2 separate regions of the Mus musculus genome follow, and region 1 is linked to region 2. The links are chromatin contacts, called in public Hi-C maps. All regions are on one chromosome and are shown on one strand. Each heading gives the region's core, a stretch centred on a gene start, on an enhancer-like site or on the middle of the called end of the contact. The rest is flanking DNA. Distances are from core to core; before and after follow the strand shown. Region 1 has its middle 33 kb from the start of Car3. Region 2 holds the start of Car1 (carbonic anhydrase 1).

What was found. A called contact is a pair of places that touch in the nucleus more often than the background predicts.
Region 1: a Hi-C map of liver shows a contact between it and region 2, with 4 times the contacts expected there. The contact joins the enhancer-like site here to the promoter of Car1 in region 2. A contact is called at or near these places in 1 of 39 promoter capture datasets (macrophages), 7 of 484 Hi-C or Micro-C datasets (3T3-L1-derived adipocytes, the C2C12 cell line and liver) and 2 of 115 datasets of contacts at active chromatin or transcription factors (a colorectal cancer cell line and liver).

The regions. Positions count from the first base shown.
Region 1 is chr3:14,827,160-14,834,382 of GRCm38.p6, forward strand. No RefSeq gene overlaps it. Among named protein-coding and RNA genes, the nearest start is that of Car3, 33 kb to the right of the region's middle. Within about 2 kb of position 5,867, at least 16 of the 459 cell types and tissues checked have an H3K27ac peak or open chromatin away from gene starts, as enhancers often do. A contact at or near this core is called in the C2C12 cell line and liver, where this site is marked.
Region 2 is chr3:14,776,207-14,783,626 of GRCm38.p6, forward strand. It overlaps Car1 (carbonic anhydrase 1), which reads right to left and starts at 2,254. Exons shown (of 7, transcript NM_001083957.1): 1 at 2,142-2,254; 2 at 1,523-1,720; 3 at 12-130. The coding sequence starts at 2,178.

The DNA.
Region 1 (7,223 bases), core at 4,617-7,116, 55 kb after region 2:
TAGCTACCCTATATGTGTTCAAGCTATGAAAGCATGTAGACTCAAACAACAAAAATGGACTCAGCAAGTTGTTTCTATATTGTGTGTATATGTATATAATACATGTATGTATCTGTATATATTCATATATTCAGAAAAGAATATCAGCTTAGTAGTGAAGTTGGTAATGGAAGAGGTAGGAGGGAGAAAACAGAAAAAGGAAAGTAATACGTCTATATTTTAATTAAAATATGTATTTTTTATAGTTCTCAAAATTAAAACACCTTAAGTCAAGGGTCTCTTTAAATGTTAATCAGAAGAAAATATAGCAATTTGGGTAGGAAAGTATAATGGCCAATTTTCATTTTTTGTTCTGTGCATGTGACCTTCTTAGAAGCCTTGTTGTGAGTGTGGTTTTAAGACACATGGTGCATCTTCTGAGGCCAGGTCAGTTACATAGCACCAGGGATTTCCACTGGATGACTTTGCCTTTTGAAGGTGCAGGAGGAGCTGTCAGTGAGGTCTCAAACAAGAAGCCTCAAGCTTACCTTGTGACTCAATCTCATGTGCCAACTTTCTTTCTGAGAAACTAGTGATCCATCTTTTGTGAATGCATTCTCCTTAATATAAATCTTTAATATAAAAAAGAAATGGGCTGAATCTAGGAATTCAATTAATAAAGTAAACAAAGATTTAGGTTATGGGATGATATATAACAAATTGGGGAAAAAAAAAACGGGCAGGGGTGGCACACACCTTTAATCCCAGCACTTGAGAGGCAAAGGCAGGTGGATTTCTGAGTTTGAGGCCAGCCTGGTCTACAGAGTGAGTTCTAGGACAGCCAGGGCTATACAGAGAAACCCTGTCTCAAAAACAAAACAAACAAAAGACAAAAACAAAACAAAACAAAACAAAACAAACTGCACCAACTTCATAGCACTTTCAGATATAAAATTAAATATGAGTTTCTATTATACTTAAGTGAGCACATGTGAAAATGAATGTTCAAACAAGTTTCATTCTTTGAATTTAAATTGAATATATACTTTCCATGAAGTATAAAAGTGATATTTTTCTTGGCTGGAGAGTACCTAAGGGGTATAGCATTGTCTAGCATTCATTAGGTTGTGTGTTTGGTCTACAGTGCTTCAAAACAGAAATCAAACAACGGCTACAGAAATGAAATGGCTGAGTAGAGAAGAGTGCTTGCTGCTTTTGCAGAGAATCTGAGTTCAGTTCCTGGTATAGATGTGAGGTAGCTCAAAGCTACCTGTAACTTCAGGTCCAACAATTTGAAACTCTTTTCTAGCCTCCACAGGCATGTGCACATGTGTGTACATGCTCATGCACATTCAAACATACACACACATATATAGAGAGAATTGAAGTGTAAAATGTAAAAGAACTAGAGGGAAAAAACCCTCAAGTAATTCTATTTTACATGAGAGAAAACCTTATTTTCTCATTTATAGACTATAATCATAAAAGTGGAATGGAATTAATGTAACACATCCTTGGGTTGATAAATAATAAAATTTGTATCCTTTGATTCGTTAAATTCCTCAATCTCTTAATTCCTTGTAGAATATTGAGGTAAATCCCAGGAAGTAAAGTTGTAATGCTTTTCAGAATAAACTCATTCTGACACTGTATTTTATTTGGAAAAAAAAGCAACTATTGTAGAACTTTAAAAATTGTAATAGAGTTCATGTTCATATTCTTCATTTTTTGATTGAATAGAACCTTCATTGTGCTCACTCTGTATAGTTGCTAACAGGGATTTTATATTTTTCTTCTTTGTTTTTTTCAGAATACTCAGTTCCCACTGACTGTTCTGTTGATGAATAACAGAAGACAAAATGGATTAGTTGTTTGCTCAGCTTTCTGTCATCATAGGATGACTTTCTAAAGAACAAAGGTTTATTTGGGATTACAGTTTCAGAGGCTGAAGTTCATGACCTTGGCCTCATTCCTTGGAGTGTGTAATGAGGCAGTCCAGCATGGTGGAGGCTCATGGTAAAATGAAACTTCCCAATTTGTAGCCCAGGTATAAGAGAAGGGGAGACATCAGGAACCTATCAGCCTCTCAGTTGTACCCCCAAGTGACCAAAGGCTTCCAATCAGTCCCTGTTTATAAAGCTATCACCATATCTTAGATGTGTCTTTTACTCTGATCCTCCTGTTTTTACCTTCCAAGTGCTGGAATCACAGACATATACCACTGTGCATAGCATCATTACAATGTTATAGTTTTTCACACTATGCCTTGACTTTTTGGAAAGGCAAACCACCTCTTGGATTTCTCCTTCCTTCTCTATCTCTCTCTCTCTCTCTTCCTCCCTCCGTCCCTCCATCTCTTCCTCCTTCCCATTTTCTTCTCTCCCTATTTGGACACAATATAAAATAATTTAGATGAGGTGAGTTAAATTGTGAACAAAGTATGTGCCTATACATGGTTGTAAATCAGCTTATCAAAGTGTAATATTAGAAGAATTTATAAAAATGATAAAATTCATACTCAAAGTTCTGTGTAAAGCAATAATAGCTTTATCTCCTTTTAGTTATCTTGAGTCTTTCTATGACTAACAACTCCCTCATAGGCATCTTAAAGAGCAGTAAGCATAAGTAGATTCCAAATGGGAAGGGAGAAGTGTGAACCATCACTTTCATCCAGACTTGTAGATATATCTGCTGCATTTTCAGAAACCAGAAACAGACAGTGTTCTTTATCTCCATTGAGTCTAGTGTAGCAACATTCAGGTGAGTCCATTCAGGTATTTTTGGGTCAGATAGGCAAAAGGGACAACATTCTGGGCCTTGGTCAATGCTTAACAAAATCTTAGCCTGTGAATATCCTTTACTCTCTAGTACTTTCTTCTATGGCTTTTAAAAAAGACTGTCCATGCTCTTAACCCACTTGCTAAGGAGGACCAGTGCTCAGATAATGAGTTATGCTCTATTGGGACATGTACAACATTCAAATGCTGTGGCATGTGTATCAGCTGTGTACTCAAGAATGCCTCTGTTAGCAGTATTCTAGGGATTATAGGAATCAAACTTAAGAAGATGAGGAGGAAGAGGAAGAAGAAGAAGAGGAAGAAGGGAGAAGAAAAACAAGAATAACAAGAAGAGTCTGAAGCAGGAGGAGAAAGAAGGAGAAGAAGAAGAAAGAAGAAGAAGAAGAGGAAGCGGAAGAGGAAGAGGAGGAAGAAGAGGAAGAAGAGGAAGGAGAGGAAGAAGAAGAGGAAGAAGAGGAAGACTAGGAAGAAGAGAAAGAAGAAGAGGAAGAAGCAGAAGCAGAAGAAGAGGAAGAAGAAGAGGAAGAAGCAGAAGCTTTCTTCCCTGGAAAGGATTCAGAAACACCATAGCTAAGATCCAGGGTATATTTAGACCATTAAACAATGGCACTGAGAGGATACAGAAGGATGGGGTGAGCACATGTCAGCATAGAAGGTTGTCCATAAATGAGTAGCAGAGCATGCTCTTCTTTCTACCTGAGATTATAGAAGCTTAGTGTAAGGAAATGTCACTTCAGATCTCTTTGTTATTAGCTATTGAAGGACCATCAGAATAGATACTTTGTATAAGCATTACAATAACACATGAATTATACCACGTAGAGTACTATGCAAGGAAGGTTTTCTGTATGGTGATAATAGTATTTAATGTTATATTTTGGTTAGTAAATGTAACTACCATGGGATTTGTGGACATATTAACCGAATTTGTAGACCAGAAGTTTTATAAACCTGAAATATGAACTGACAGAAATACTTGCAGTATTTCTAAATGTTATGCCTTGAAATTAATGTATATTTCAATTCCAAAAGGGAATGAGCTTTTATTAATGATAATTGTGATTTATATAGTAAAAGAAATGCATAAGCATAAACAACTAAACATGAGCAATGTAAATTAATATAATTTGTTTATGTATTAATTAAACTTTCTGAGCTCTGGCAACACTCCAGGCTTGAGGCTAGATAGATACATATGAGTCTGTCTTGAAAAAAAAAAAACATGCGAAAGTAAAAAGCATGCTAATTTATCATGAGAGTGCAATAAATTTCCTGATATGAAAGAATTTTTATTTTATTTTTGCAGCAATAACATGTGCATGGTCTAGGAGCAAAGGTGGTGTTTGTGAACTGTGAGTGAGTAAGCACATGAACGAAAGGAGTCTTATGAGACTGCATGAAACTGCAAAGACAGAAGGCATTGAAGAGCATTCTGGCTACAGAGGACAGGATGTCTGCATGTAAGCACTCCAAAGACAGAAGGCATTGACGAGCATTCTGGCTACAGAGGACAGGGTGTCTGCGTGTAAGCACTCCATACCAAAACCAGCTGACCTGAATGGGGAAAAGTGATGAATTTAAAAGCTATTATATCTCCCTGAATCCTAAACAAGTTTGATGATCCAAGTTCAGAAAAAAACAGAAAACCAGGAGAGAAGGCCTTCTGTTGATGTCATCTGTGACTGGACACCTCCACTGGCAGGCCCACCCTGCCAGCTGCCATTACAGTCTCCAGGAACCCCTGCCACTTACTACTGCTGCCAGTCAGAGCAGAATGGGTTTTGCATTATCTTTTTCCTTTTGCCTCACTTGCTTCAGAAATAAAATCATACTAAACGACAGCAGGTTAGATTCTTAACATTCCTAATCGTGCAACCCTTTAATATAGTTCCTCATGTTGTGGTGACGCCCAACCATAAAATTATGTCTGTTGCTACTTCATAACTGGAATTTTGTTACTGTTGTGAGTCATAATTTAAATATTTTTGGAGATAGAGACTTGTCAAAGGAGTTCTGACCCACAGTTTACAAGTAGCTGGTTTGGTAGACATAGAAGATTTATCTACAGGAGTCCAGAAAGGGAATAGTACCACTGCCATTTCCTCTTATAGAGAGAAGCAGGACTCCATATTTCTCATATAGGGAGGTTGGAAATCAGAAGAGATTCCAGATGGGCTTTTTGTGCCCTCTCCAGTTACAGACACTCCAGGAATGGCTGCTTATATTCCCAGAACTGAGTCAATTCCAATCCCCAGTTAGTCTCTTTGCCCTAAATTATTCACAATCACAAAGCTAGTGTAGTTCTTGTTCTGTTGGTTTGTTTGACTTCTACATGACATAACATCTAAAACTCTAGTAAAGGTTCTGGGTCATAAAGTATGCTGGTGAGCTTGACAAGAAGAGAAGTTGAGGTTTTGGAGAAAAGCCTGGTGATAGGGACTAATGGTTTGTATGTGTTGCCTCTTCCACAGAGATCAAGATGGCTGCTGAAGCTTTCCAATAAGCAGGTGACTTTCAAGTTGTTTGATAGCATGCAGTGCTGGTAGTACATTATAGGATTAACTATGGAGGGTTAAGTTTAAAGAAAGCAGTGGAAGACTGTTGCAGTAATGCTCAATGTATTGAAGCAGAAAAGGTGGTTTATTCATTTATCCAGAAAGGCAATATTGAAGAAAGAGTAGAAAGGAGAAGATGGAGCAAGGTGAAAATATCTGATGTCTTTAATCGTGTTTTTGAGATCTAGATATATAAATCTGTGAGCCTATGGAATGAAGGTGGATTTGAAGCCAAGCAGTAAGCAGTGTAGATAAAAGGTGGATTGGAGTATGTTCTGATGAGTCAGAGATAGGTTTAAATAGCTTCTTTGAAGCTTTGAGAAGAAAAGGCTTAACAGAGACTTGAGTGAACCAGCAGAGTAGTCAGTGGATGAAACCAAAGGGTCAGAGTGGTAGAGAAAGTGGGAAAGAAGTCAAGATCACACAGAAAGCTGCTGGAACTCAGCCCAGCAATGCTGGGGAGCACTTACTGGGTTAGGCAATGACTAGATATCTGCTGACCTTAGAGAACACAGAGCCAGAGAAGTAGGGGTGCAAAAGTCAGTGTGTAGAAGAGTGAACCACAAGGGAACAAGTTAAGTTAGTGGAACTGACTCATTGCTTCTGGGGGAGAAGTTACAGAGAAAGAGGAAATCTTTTTTTTTTTTTTATTTTTGTTCATTAGTTTTATTCATTTATTTTTTTCCATTTTTTATTAGGTATTTAGCTCATTTACATTTCCAATGCTATACCAAAAGTCCCCCATATCCACCCACCCCCACTCCCCTGCCCACCCACTCCCCCTTTTTGGCCCTGGTGTTCCCCTGTACTGGGGCATATAAAGTTTGCAAGTCCAATGGGCCTCTCTTTCCAGTGATGGCCGACTAGGCCATCTTTTGATATATATGCAGCTAGAGTCAAGAGCTCCGGGGTACTGGTTAGTTCATAATGTTGTTCCACCTATAGGGTTGCAGATCCCTTTAGCTCCTTGGCTACTTTCTCTAGCTCCTCCATTGGGAGCCCTATGATCCATCCATTAGCTGACTGTGAGCATCCACTTCTGTGTTTGCTAGGCCCCGGCATAGTCTCACAAGAGACAGCTACATCTGGGTCCTTTCAATAAAATCTTGCTAGTGTATGCAATGGTGTCAGCGTTTGGATGCTGATTATGGGGTGGATCCCTGGATATGGCAGTCTCTACATGGTCCATCCTTTCATCTCAGCTCCAAACTTTGGCTCTGTAACTCCTTCCATGGGTGTTTTGTTCCCAAATCTAAGGAGGGGCATAGTGTCCACACTTCAGTCTTCATTCTTCTTGAGTTTCATGTGTTTAGCAAATTATATCTTATATCTTGGGTATCCTAGGTTTGGGGCTAATATCCACTTATCAGTGAGTACATATTGTGTGAGTTTCTTTGTGAATGTGTTACCTCACTCAGGATGATGCCCTCCAGGTCCATCCATTTGGCTAGGAATTTCATAAATTCATTCTTTTTAATAGCTGAGTAGTACTCCATTGTGTAGATGTACCACATTTTCTGTATCCATTCCTCTGTTGAGGGGCATCTAGGTTCTTTCCAGCTTCTGGCTATTATAAATAAGGCTGCTATGAACATAGTGGAGCATGTGTCCTTCTTACCAGTTGGGGCATCTTCTGGGTATATGCCCAGGAGAGGTATTGCTGGATCCTCCGGTAGTACTATGTCCAATTTTCTGAGGAACCGCCAGACTGATTTCCAGAGTGGTTGTACAAGCCTGCACTCCCACCAACAATGGAGGAGTGTTCCTCTTTCTCCACATCCATGCCAGCATCTGCTGTCACCTGAATTTTTGATCTTAGCCATTCTGACTGGTGTGAGGTGGAATCTCAGGGTTGTTTTGATTTGCATTTCCCTGATGATTAAGGATGTTG
Region 2 (7,420 bases), core at 1,004-3,503:
TTAAGCATTACCTCTCCAGAATATCTAGTTCCATCCACGGTGTGCTCAGAGCCATGGTCGTTTGAGTTGCCCCAGTGAAAATGGAACTGAGTGAGCCGATAGCTATCAGCAAGAGGGCCACCTTTCAGAACTGAAATGAAAGAGAGTTATTGTCAGCCAGGTGAACTCTAGTTCATCTTTAATATAAACCAATGTTACATTGCCTTGTGCACGATGGAAATAAACATCAGTGGGTGCCAAAGTTATGTTTTCATTGTGTTTCCCTACTCCATATCCCACTATTATACATACAGTGCCTTCCTGATTATGTTGTCACTAATACAGCTCAAGATATGTATACAAATTCTAGGAAAGGAACCACAAAGTTACCTACACATGTTACCAAAATGACATATTTCAGAGGGAATAAGTTGTGTGATCACAGAGCTTTCCTTGGATATCCATTAATTTGCAAGTTTATTCATTCATTAGACTGTACTAGTGCATAATGTGTGTCACAGTTTATAGCAATTTCTATCAATTAAAAACCTCCCATCACACGTTTTTTATATACATAGTAAAGATATAACAATGTAGAGTGAACATTTGGTTGAGAGCCTCCTGGCAAGGGATGAAGAGAAACTGCCTATCAGGCAAGGCCACTTTAAAAATGTTTGGTCTGAATGACAGTCCAGCCTTGGAGTCTGTCCAATCATATGATTACTTGAGCAATCACAACACTAGACCTAACTCGGTGTTTTAATGGGCAAGCCACTATGGTGCCTAACAGTTAAAATTAGGAAAGTACAGCAAGCATTTTAATTTACATCCTTGGAACTCTTAGAGAATAAACATTTAACACCTTATTCAATAAATACTGATGACCATGTGGCAAGGAACAAGCCAGAGTCTAGGGTATGAGGGGAGTTTGTGCATCATGTGTCTCACCATTGAGCTCATCTACTCTCGTTCTGTTTAGAATATTTGCCCTTTTGGTTTCGTGCCCATACTGATCTGCTCACTATACTCTTTTGAAGAAATGTTACTTATTCAGATAGAGCACAAAGATTCTGGAATGCCCAAAATAGATTGAATGGCTTATTGATAAGGACAGAGAGAAAACAGAGCTAGGAGCTCTGCAAGCCATCTTCCAAGAAGCCACAATTCCTCCCAGATATTACAATTTTGAGATAAACAAATACATGTGCAAAATGCATGGTATGCTGTTTTGTTTCTGAAGACCTCCAGCTCTTTTGCCTACTCTTGGGACTCTTTTCCTCTTATTTGGTTGCCTTGTCCAGCCTCAATCTGAGGGCATTTTCCCTGTCTGTTGTATCAGGTTTCATTGTTACTTAGACACCTGTTCTTTTCTAAAGGGAATTGGAGAGGGAGTGGACTTGGGGGTGACAAGGAACTTGGAGGAGTACAGGGAAGCAAAACTGGTCAGGTTGTATTATGTAAGAGCAAAATATCTTTTCAATAAAAAATAAATTCACTTAGTAAGTTCCAAGAAACCAAGTATCATAATAGTCTTTGAGCTCACCAGATTGGTTGCTACTGTCATCAAAAATTACATGGAAAGAATGTCCCACGTTAACAATTTCTTTGGCAGTTGCAGGATTATAGGAGATGCTGAGTGGTTTCAGAGAGGAGTCATGATTGGCTTCACTGGTTTTAATATCAATAGGAGACTGGTTGTTTCCATTGGCAATGGGATACAGCTTGCTCCATTGGTCAGGACCTACATGAACAAACACATCCATGCAACCACCATTTCACAGCATGCTTCATGTCAAGTATCAGGACTTCAACTAACTGTTTGCTTATTAGATTATGCTTTATTCATATCTGTTAAATGGCATTCAGTACTTTAAAATGTATCTTTTGTTACTAGGTTAATAAACAGTATATTTGGCCATATCAACAATATAGGCCTAATCATGCTCTTTATACAATCATAGTTAGAAATAGTATGTACATACCAAATAAATTTTATGCTCAAAGACCAACTACTAAAAATATATACAAGAATATTATAATTATTCAAAAATGACTCTTACCATTAACCTGTGAATGTACAGTAATGTTAACTGATTAATACATCCTCTACTAGAAAAGAGAACAAACTACTATTTTGATAGATGTAAAAGAAATACTCTTACCATTTTCGCTTCCATATCCCCAGTCTGCACTTGCCATTTTCTCTTATTTAGGTTGTGATTCCTGTAAAGAGAAATGATATGTGAAATGACTAACTGCACTTACACCTGCAGCAGAGATCTTAAGTGACACCATGGGCTTTTATAGAAGCTTGTCTTCCTGTAATAGTTCACTGTTTCATCAACTTTGCTCATCAGGAAGTATACACATAAAATAAAATGGTATTGTAAAATGTCTATTGGGGTAGGTCAGCATGAATTGTTTTATGTTATTGTAATATAAAAATGAAATATCAAAATCATAGATATTATTAAACTGGTCTTGTTTTCCTATGCTTGTGGAAGATGTGACTGACTATTGACTAAATCTTATCAAATTTCTTTGAATAAAAGTACTAAGCTGTGTTAGCAACACTAATTTAATATGAAATAAATTGGCATGGTTATGGACAGAACTGAATGACTATCATGATGTTAATTTAGAATCAGGTAATAGAACTAGTAATTAATTATCCATAAGACAATGGTATTCATAATGATACATTTTATAGATGAATTCCAAAGATCTTTCCAGTGTGAAGTTTTCTTCTAATGTAAACTCTTAGGACAATAATAGCCAGTCAGGTTAGAAATAGTTCTTTTATTCTGAGAAATAATGAAATTCATAAATTCATAAAACATTATAATCAATGTTGAATATGGTGGAATATTTTCCACCTAGAATAAGCAATGGCCTCTTTATCATTCTCTGCAATTTATGCAGCACTTCCATATTACTTTATTTTACTGTCACACATAAAAATCCTATAAAGTAAGAATTATCATTTCATAGCTGAGACAAGTTGAAGCAATTCATCACAGGTAGTAAGACGTCAACAGATGGAAGTCAACAGTAAACAGTACTCTCTTCCTCCATGGCCACACTGCAGCATGAATAACTGTGAACTAGATCTTACTAATAGAAGTTTAGCACTCTTGAAAGTTCTTACTATTATCAATTAGGCAATCCTCTAGGAAAAAATTACACAATTCTGCATTGCTTTTCTAAAGAGTGCATGTGAGTATCTCAGCATCTACTCAGTTGCCTCCCTCACTCCACTGTCGCAAGTGTCACTCTGGGTCAAGCATGGTCTCATATTCTTTAATACTGCTTCTGCATCCACCATGCTCATAAAATCACTAAGGTGAAAACTCAACTTGCTCACTTATGCACCATGAGTGGTGAGAAGTTGCAAACAATTTCTAGGGAGGCAAAGGAAGCTGACCAGGATGTGTCAGAATTGAGACAAGCCTTTCTTTTCAAGTCTCCAAATAACATTCTTTGGAAATAGCACCAGAACCATAAGCTTCCCAAATAACAAGTGCCTTTCTCCCCTACACTGCAGAACTGATCTGCTACATCCCATGAAGGAATATAATATGCACTAGGAAACATGTTTAGCCAGGCCTGCCAGTTATGCTGTTGCTCCTTTGTGGTGATGACTGTGTTCTGCCTCATGAGAAAAGTGGCCAGCAATTCATGAATGTCTAGGACTTGAGGAGGCCACAGTTTCCATCCTATAACACCAGGAGGCACAGCTTGCAAGGGAGCTTATTTTTCTTTAAATTTTAGTATTTTTTTAATTTGATGGACATCAATGTGTATTTTTCATATACAACATGATACTTTAGAGTACATGTACTTTATAAAACATTTAAATCCGACTAATGATCACATTACCCACAGGGGTTTTGTGACTTAAGGCTCACTCTTCATTTTAAGAACACAATCTATCACCATTAATCACAGACATCTTGCTCTACAATTCCTGTCTATGTATAAAGAACATCCTTTCATCATCTCTTTAAAGAGTAAATTGAACTACTTTATTAATCAATATATTTGTAAAGGAAAAGCATTCTTGTATTATTACATGATGATTCAGTGTAGGAATGACTTAACATTTATATGGCATGGCAATTCATTTAAAGTTTTAGGGACAAAACTTCTGTGACTCCTACCTTCATGACCCTTTATTTTATTATGTACTCAGGGAATATTCAAGCATTCCTACAAGGAAAGACTGAAAGAAAGAGAGAGTTGTAAAACCTAACGAGGGTTCAACCCTAACACTACTCCCACTTAACCTTTATCATTATTTTCTTCTCATAAACTGACTCTCTTACTTTTATGTCTAAACTAAAGGCAAGATGTTTAATTTTTCATCTATTGGACTTTGATCCAGAGATCGCTTCCACTATACACACCAAGGATTACAATGTTTGCATTGCCTTACATTCTAGGAAGATATTCAACGTATATAGCCTTTGCTCTTCTAGACAGTTTATTTCCTGAGACCATCAATGGACACATGGAAGAAAGCTTTTTGCTTTTCCTTTCAGACTGTTTTAAAGGAAGCCATATGCTCCTGAATCTTGATTATAAATCAACTGAGTTAATGGAACAAAACTTGCAGTCTTTAGAAAAGCAAAGGACAATTGCACGATTAAGTTTCCTAGAGAATTGCCTAATTGATAAGTAAGAACTGTTGGGCTGAAAAGATGGCTCAGTGGTTAGACTGCTATTCCAGGGGTCCTGGGTTCAATTCCCAGCAACCACATTGTGGCTTACAACCTTCTGTACTGGGGTCTGTTGCACTCTTCTGGTGTGTTTGAGTACAGTGACAGTATACTCACATATATAAAATAAATGAATCCTTAAAAAATAGTAAGAACTTTCAAGAGTGCTAAAATTTTCCATTAATAAGAACTACTTCACTATATAGTCATGCTGCACAGAAGCAGTACAGGCTAGAAAGGAATACTGTTTATAAAATGCTTTCAATCTTTTAGGCCCTTTAAAGTAATGATCTCATTCAATCTTTATAGATGAGACCCTAGGTGTTAGATGAATATGAACTCTAGTTTTTATTTACTCTTTAGTGCTAAGGATTGACCTGTGAACTCATTTGTGGTAGGTAAGCTCTTTTGCCAATTTGCAATCTTCTGCTTATTTTTCTTCTCTTGCTTTTAATTTTCGGATAAGGCTCAATGAGTTGAACTCATTGTGTTACCCAGCTGTGGCCTTCTCCTTAGCTACCTGAGTAGCTGGAATGATAGGCCTGTTCCATGAATTTTGGCTCACTCAAGAAGCAGGGCAAGCATTTTGAATTAGCTTCTGTTTATGCCCACAGCCCAGATCTGTTTTGTTTTTTTTCTTCTTTCTATACCAAGGAATTATTTTTAATTCCAAATTTAAACTTAATATTCATTCCAGTTTATTTAGCTGTACAGTCTGTGGTTTACTTTTAAAACATAATAAAAACTAGAGGTCTGCCCCCCCCCCCCAACCCAAGGCGCTAAAAAAAATAGAATGAAAAATTTTAAAAATCGCTTTAGTTTCATTTGCCAGGACATGTTTGTATTGACACAGGTAAGAATATTGATAAATCAATGAAAATGGGTTACCTGAATTTTAGACATACCACTTCCACTATATTGTTCTTTCTCTATGTACATTGAAGATCTGTTGCTAACGTTATTCTTCTAATGATCATCTTAAGGCTGTTTGTTACTCTTGTGGACCTGCCTCCTGGGGTCAGGGTTTTTGTAGCTGAATGTTACCCTTTCACCTTTAACTGCCATGTCCTCCACTGTGTCTCTTCATCCTCTGCCACTCCGCTATACCATCCTGTCTTGTTTGTGCCACTTGTGGCATTAGAAATTATTTTGGTCATACTCTGAAATTAATAGATTTACTTTATAATTTCAGATTTTGAATTAAGATTGGATTTGGGTTATTGTTACTTAGTTCATATCTGAGCAAATGCTCCAAAACGTTTGAAATCCTCCAAAGCTGTGCATCCTGCTTCCGTTCTCTGTGGATGAAGGAACCCAGTCTGCACTTGCTCAGTGTTGGCAACAGTCTCTCCAAGAACAGCTCTGTGAGGACAGGACCTTGATCAGTTACTGTTTTACCACTGTGTTCTCTCCCTTTAATGTCTGGAAAATAATGGTGCTCAATGTTGGCAGTGAGAACCACGGAATGATTCCTTTAAACCTCAGCTATTTTATTTTCATAAAGATGTGACATGCAAGCTACTCAGCAAGGCTGTCTGATCTAACGCAGGGGTGTGTGCAGAGCGGATATGTGAGCATGTGAATGAGCTTTGCTGGAGGTGAACTCCTGACCACATTTGGACTAAGGAGAAAGAACCTTCTCTCACACTCCTGTTAATGGGAGGATGAAATGACCACCTGCCCCTGTCATTCATTTCTGGGAGTGTGAGAACTTTGATCCTCACAAGGGTCAAATATTTTGACACTTTATGTGTCAACATTGAACTCTTCAATTATAGTTTGGATTTGTATAATGTACAATTTTATAATCTATGTTTTTAAAGGCTTCTATTGTGATTAAAGACAATTTTTAGCACACACATACACACACACACACAAACACACACATACTTATATCTTAGAACACAGTACTTCTGAGGGTAAATTTTGAACTTGGGAGTGAATATTTAAAATTAGAAACCAGTTCAGCTCTACATAAATAACTTCTTTAATCCAAAACTTTTAATTACAATAATGCATAGTATCTTGTAATTTGGTATTATGGAAAATTTTAAATTTTGAATATATTTAGTTACTCTCACATTTACTAAAATAACCAGCCGGAAAGTCCTTCTGAGAGTATGGATATTTAAACACTTAAGGTAATAACCAGAAATGTCTTCACTGTTGACTGGAACACCCTCATATATATCTTTAAAGCAGTGAAATAGCATTTGTATGTTAGCTTCTATAACTGATAAGGAATTAATGTGCCCTCTAACAAAATGACATCATTAATCAACATTTTTCATAGCAAAATAAAATACGAGAAATGTTTCATAAGACATAAAATATATTTAAACCACCGAGTAAAGCCTTGAAGAGAGAGTCTGATTTTAACTCCCAGACAAATAGACAATTACATAAAGCAAGAGAGTTGTAGTGATTGCATGTGGCCTCAAATCCAAACAATTGCACAACAGTTCTGCTTACCACAGCTTAAATTAAATACCACAAGCAACTCTAAAAGGAGATAAGTTTTCAAGTGTAAATATCGAGCAAGGTGAAGGGCATTTTTATCAGTGATTTTGTCATAACATCTCTCGTGTTCCTCTTTGGGTTTTCTGTCTAAAGTCATCGTGAGATTAAAAGAAAACAATTTTACTGCCTTCCAATACCATTATTAGCTCATAACCTCTTTTATCCAGTCATAATAGATTCCTAAAATACATGGGCAATTAAAT